Regions from separate parts of the Capra hircus genome. Here region 1 is linked to region 2. The links are chromatin contacts, called in public Hi-C maps. All regions are on one chromosome and are shown on one strand. Each heading gives the region's core, a stretch centred on a gene start, on an enhancer-like site or on the middle of the called end of the contact. The rest is flanking DNA. Distances are from core to core; before and after follow the strand shown.

What was found. A called contact is a pair of places that touch in the nucleus more often than the background predicts.
Region 1: a Hi-C map of blood shows a contact between it and region 2, with 5 times the contacts expected there. The contact joins two enhancer-like sites. A contact is called at or near these places in 3 of 5 Hi-C or Micro-C datasets (blood and liver).

The regions. Positions count from the first base shown.
Region 1 is chr15:8,003,934-8,007,051 of ARS1.2, forward strand. TP53I11 (tumor protein p53-inducible protein 11) reads left to right here. Exons shown (of 8, transcript XM_018059209.1): 8 at 1-1,857. Among named protein-coding and RNA genes, the nearest start is that of TP53I11, 17 kb to the left of the region's middle. Within about 2 kb of position 1,573, at least 1 of the 5 cell types and tissues checked has an H3K27ac peak or open chromatin away from gene starts, as enhancers often do.
Region 2 is chr15:7,828,758-7,831,628 of ARS1.2, forward strand. No RefSeq gene overlaps it. Among named protein-coding and RNA genes, the nearest start is that of TP53I11, 160 kb to the right of the region's middle. Within about 2 kb of position 1,619, at least 1 of the 5 cell types and tissues checked has an H3K27ac peak or open chromatin away from gene starts, as enhancers often do.

The sequences.
Region 1 (3,118 bases), core at 323-2,822, 180 kb after region 2:
CTGTGATCTCTCGGGCCCTCAGGGCTGGGGAGGGAATGGGGTCCCTCTACCCCGTCCTGCCCCCCCAACGGTGACGCCTCCTTCTTATGGGTCTCCCGGCCTCTGGATCCCCCTGGACAGAAGCTCACGGGAAAGCTTGAGTCACGGGCCTCCGGCCGGGCCAGGCCCCTTCTTCCCCTATCATGAGACCCTTCTTTCTTGAGAGGCTGTGGACCGCCTCCCTGTCCGTCCCCCGCACCCCCCGGCCAATGATGCCCAAGCAGCCAGACTTGACTCCCGCCCCTGCTTGGAAAACCCGAGACCTCGACCCTGGGCTCCTTTCCTTCCATGCAGGCCCTCTCCACACACAGGGGCCCCTGTGCCCCCTAAACACCCAGCACAGCTGTGGGCTGGCAGGGAGCCCTGTGGGGGGCTGCCTTTGATCCAGCACCTCCCTTTCCGCCTCCTGGGGGTAGCAGGGCCCTGTTCTCAGCCCCGGCCTCACTCTTGGCTTCTCTGCCTTGGCCCCAGCTCGTGGAGGCCCCTTCCCTGCCCCGGCCCCAGGCCGGCCCTGACAGACGGACACCCAGGTAACCCCAGATGAAGGCCACCTGTCAGTGATGGGGCTTGGGGATCAGGCAGAGAGAAAAGCATTTCCTCCTCACTTGGGCATGTGCTCTGGGGTCTGCGGCACACCTGACTCAGCCCCCTCGTCCACCTTCCTCCCTTCCCCAGCGTGCTGCCCTTTGGCCTTCTGTCCTGGGTTTGCCATGGAGGGTTGGCTGTGTGTGTGACTGGGTAACCTTCAAAGCTCAGCAAGGCAAAAAGAAACAGTTCAGCAGGCCGCCTCCACTCACACCCATCTCCCCCAGTGCCCCAGAAGGGCTGAGCCCCCTGCAGGCCCAACACCGTTGTGCCCACCGCCCACCACGTGTCCCTCACCTGACGCCCTCCTTCGCTCCATCACACGGGGATTGGTGGCCCCGTGTCCTGGGGACGCGTGTGCAGGGAAGCAGGCTGGGCCCCAGACTTGCCTCCTGTCTCAGCACTGTGTTGAAGGGGCAGAGTGGTTGGTCCTGAGGTGTAGCCCAGCTCCGGCTGCTGCCACATAGGGGGCCCCCCACACCTGACCCTGGGCCTCACTGCCCTCCCCCACGCCCACAGCTGTCCCAGTGGCCACAAACCCGGCCGCATGGCCTTTGCCCAGTGGTGCCATCGCTGTTAACTGAGGCCCGCCTGGCAGGTCAGGAGTCCAAGGCTGCTGACTGCGGCTGAGGGCAGGGGAAGCGGGACCCTGAGGATGGGCCATTCCCGCCTGGCCTCTGTCTCTTGGGCTGAGGTTCTAGTCTCTCTATAGAATCCTGTCCACCCGCCCCCACCCCTCCACCGAGTCCCAGGCAGACCCAGAGCCAGTGCAGCCTTTGGGAGGAGGTGGTGGTGGCTGGCGGGCCATGCCCCCCGGCCTCACTGTGTCGAAGCTGACCCATGCTTTTTGAGGCCTGGCTAATGCGCCAGCAAGTGATGGACGGTTTGTCCTAAGAACCAGCTGCTGAGCAGGGGAGGGAGGCTGGCATGCAAGGGGGAAGTATGGGGTGCCGGAGCAGGGCCAGGCCGGGCCGGCCAAGCTGGGGTGGGTGGCACGGCCTTGGCTCCAGAGAGGGTGGACGAGGACCCGCAGGGACGGCGCTGTCCGTCCTAAAAGTTCGAGAAGATCAACCAAGATGGCCCTACTCAGTTCACTCCCGCCAAGCTCCTGCCCCGGCCCCAGCCTCCTCCGTCCCCACCTCCGATCAAGACCACCGTTCCTCACGGTCACTATTTATTCTTCGTTCCTTTTCCTTTTTGTAAGAAACAGTCACAAAAACCAGTGCAAAACCATCAGTGTGGGCGTCCTGTTTTATATTACAAAAACTCCTCTTGATAGATAATATAAAAAAGGGAGGCTCAGGGGGGATAAACATGATAAATTAGCTCTGCTACCTACGGCAGGGAACATGGACAGTTTCCAAAATAGACTTACAGGACCCACCAGGGGAGGGACGAGGGTCTTCTAGGGAGGTGGGGGGCTGGGCCCTCAGCTGGCTTGGAGGATCCTGCCTGGGCTTCTTAGGCGCGGAGAGGAGAGGAGGGGCATGGGATGCTGGGCAGGGTCCCAGCCCCCGGCCCCTGAGCAGGAAGGTGGCCTCAGTACTGGGCAAGGTATGTGACCAGCTGCACAGTCTCCCTGGTTCCTGGTCTATTTTCAGGCTCCGGAAGTCTCAACAAAGAAACTCCATGCCCCGCCCCACGCTAAGTTGCTTCAGTCATGTCCTGATTTTATGACCCTACAGACTGTAGCCATCCAGGCTCCTCTGTCCATGGGATTCTCCAGACAAGAATGCTGGAGTGGGTTGCCATGCCCTCCTCCAGGGAATCTTCTCCACCCAGGGATCAAGCCCGCATCTCTTCCCTTGGATTGGCTGGCAGCTGGTTTACCATTAGTGCCACCTAGGGAGCCCCACCCCCACCCCAGCAGCCCCCAAATTGCCATTTGTACCCATTGAGGGCTGTTGGGGCTGGGCTTTGCCTTCTCAGGCCTGTTCAGAATGGCCACAGACAGCCTTGCAAATAGCTGCCAGCCTGCGTTAATGCTGCAGAGCAGAGGCCTGCTTCCCCTTTTCAGCCCCGGAATGTAGTTGGTGGGGGCAGATCCGGGCTCCTTGACCCTTTATGGAAAGCGCTTGGTGATGAGGGACTCTCACATCCACCCTCAAACCCATCGTCTCCCCCAGGTGTTCCTCCATGACCAGTCTTTTATCTCAGGGACCTGGGGGTGGGGGGTGGTGCTTGATGCCTGGTTCTTCTTACCTAGAAGGCCCCAAATTCTCCTGGGCAGTGGGGACTGGATGGGGCCATGATGCCTAGGGCACCCCTAAACTGAAGCCACATAGTTGCCCAAATTGACTAACCCCAGCCTTTTTTGTTTTTTTGGTCCACCTCATACCAGCCCTTTGCCTCTGCCAGGAATTTGGAGCCAAGTGGGTCTAGAGACCTGGCCAGGGTGCCGGCTGCATGGCCTCTGGGGTCCTGGGGATGCCGGGTCTCTAGGGGGTTTATAACATCATTTATGGAGGTGCCAGGTACAGGAGCACTATGGAAA
Region 2 (2,871 bases), core at 369-2,868:
CTGAGCGCCAAAGAACTGATGCTTGCAAACTGTGGTGCTGGAGAAGACTCTTGACAGTCTTGTGGACAGTAAGGAGATCAAACCAGTCCATCCTAAAGGAAATTAACCTTGAATATTCATTGGAAGGACTGATGCTGAAGCTGAGACTCCAATACTTTGGCCACCTGATGCAAAAAGCTGACTCACTGGAAAAGATCCCGATGCTGGGAAAGATTGACGGCAGGAAGAGAAGGGGATGACAGAGGATGAGATGGTTGGATGGCATCACCGACTCAGTGGACATGAGCTTGAGCAAACTCCAGGAGACAGTGGAGGACAGGGAAGTGTGGTGTGCTGCAGTCTGTGGGGCGGCAAAGAGTGGGACACGACTTACTGACTGAATAACAACAGAGAGACAAACATGCTGGCAAGGAGGAGAACGTGGGTATGTTTGAGAGGGGAGAGCTTGGGGTAGATTCAGTTCAGTTCAATTCAGTTGCTCAGTTGTGTCCGACTCTGTGACCCCATGAACTGCAGCACGCCAGGCCTCCCTGTCCATCACCAACTTCCGGAGTCCACCCAAACCCATGTCCATTGAGTCGGTGATGCCATCCAACCATCTCATTCTCTGTCGTCCCCTTCTCCTCCTGCTCTCGATCTTTCCCAGCATCAGAGTCTTTTCAAATGAGTCAGCTCTTCGCATCAGGTGGCCAAAGTATTGGAGTTTCAGCTTCAACATCAGTCCTTCCAATGAACACTCAGGACTGATCTCCTTTAGGATAGACTGTCTGGATCTCCTTGCAGTCCAAGGGACTCTCGAGTCTTCTCCAACACCACAGTTCAAAAGCATCAATTCTTCGGCACTCAGCTTTCTTTATAGTCCAACTCTCACATCCATACATGACTACTATGGAAAAACCATAGCCTTGACTAGACGGACCTTTGTTGGCAAAGTAATGTCTCTGCTTTTTAATATACTGTCTAGGTTGGTTATAACTTTCCTTCCAAGGAGTAAGCGTCTTTAATTTCATGGCTACAGTCACCATCTGCAGTGATTTTGGAGCCCAGAAAAGTAAAGTCAGCTGCTGTTTCCACTGTTTCCCCATCTATTTGCCACAAAGTGATGGGACCGGATGCCATGATCTTAGTTTTCTGAATGTTGAGCTTAAGAAAGATAAATCTCATCTTCCATCATAGTAGTCAAAGATGACATCTAAAACTAGGAAATCAAGAACCGGTTCTTTAGAAATCTGGAGATTAACAAGAAAGGCTGAAAGCATTTGGAGTGGTTGAAGGTGGGGTGTGGATAAGAGGAGCTGCTGGCTTTTGTTGAGTCTTAGAGACCATTTTCACATTTTTAAAAAGTGAGGTATTGCTTTGATTAAAATTAGAGCTCTGTAAATAGAAAAGAGAATCTGACCCTCAGGTTCGAGTCTGGAGGGCTGTCCCTTCAAGATTCCTGCTGACTGAAGAACATACTGGTTTCCGTGCTCTTCGGAAAAGGGCGCCTCTTCCTTGGAGCACAGTACTGCCCTCTGCTGGAGAACTGAAGTAATACCTCTGCAAAACGGCCGGTGACTCGGACTGAAGGCGCCCACTGGTTCCTGCCGTGCGCTGGGCTAGGATGCGCGGCCGGTGCATTGCGGATCTGGGACACTTTGAGAGGGCCGGTGAGGTCGTTGTGTCCGGGCGGCCAGAGCAGCATGACCTGTGTTATGCCTGGGTGCTGCCACCCACAGTTTAGGGAGCACTAGCCCACCAGATGCTTGGGGTCAGGGGGCTCCTAGGGTTCGGGGGCCTTTTCCAAATTGCCCTCGTCTACAGTATGTAGTGGAGAAGGGCATGGCAGCCCACTCCAGGATTCTTGCCTGGAGAATCCCACGGACAGAGGAGCCTGGCAGGCCACAGTCCATGGGGTCGCAAAGAGTTGGACGCGACTGAGCGACTAACGCTGCTACACTACGGTGTGTAGAGGGCTTCCCTGGGGCCCCAGGTGGTAAAGAATCCGCCTGCAATGTGGGAGACCTGGGTTCGATCCCTGGGTTGGGAGGAGGGCATGGCAACCTACTCCAGTATCCTTGTCTGGAGAATCCTCACGGCCAGAGGAGGTTGGTGGGCTACAGTCCATGGGGTCGCAAAAAATCGGACCCGACTGAACGGCTAAGCACAGCATGGCGTGTAGAAACGCCTCCGAATGCAGAGTGTGAGCCTCTTCCTTTCTAATCCTCCTGCGGTTCTCACCGCCCTTCGCCTGGCGCCCCTCTCCCCCTCCCATCCCCCACCCCCACCCCTCCCCTGCACGATGTGCGTGTTTTGGTGACTCCAGTCTGGGTTGGCACGAGAGGAGGGGATGTCAGTACCTCCGTCTTACTCAGGCCCGTACTTTTCTGGCTCCAACACTCGGCCTCCACTGGCTCTGGTCTCTCCGAAGTGCTCATCTTTCCTGCGGAAGACGCTGCCCCTAGAATAAGGGCCAGGAAATTCTTGGCTTTGCCAAGATCGTCTGCCCTGCCCCTCAGGGATGTTTACAGGCAGAGGGCATAAACCACTGCAATAATGGAGAGACAGGCGCCACTTCGGGTCATTGAGTTTTCCTGTTCTGGAATCCTGACATGTGGACAGCCAGTTACCACACCTGGGCTGAGAACAGGCTCACAGGCCCGGAGTACCCACCTGTCCACCCCACCCCCTCCCCCCGCCCCGCCCCGCCCCATGCTTCTGGCTAAGAGGTGACTTTGAGCAGGCCTGCTCGCTGGAGCAGGGAGGTGACATCCTTGGACAGAGCTTAGAGAATAGTGTAGAATCAGAGACTCAGAAGAGGAAGCAACTTTATAGGCTTGTAGTCCACCTGTCCCCATCTCATGCCTGGATTGCTCCACCCTTCGCTAGCAG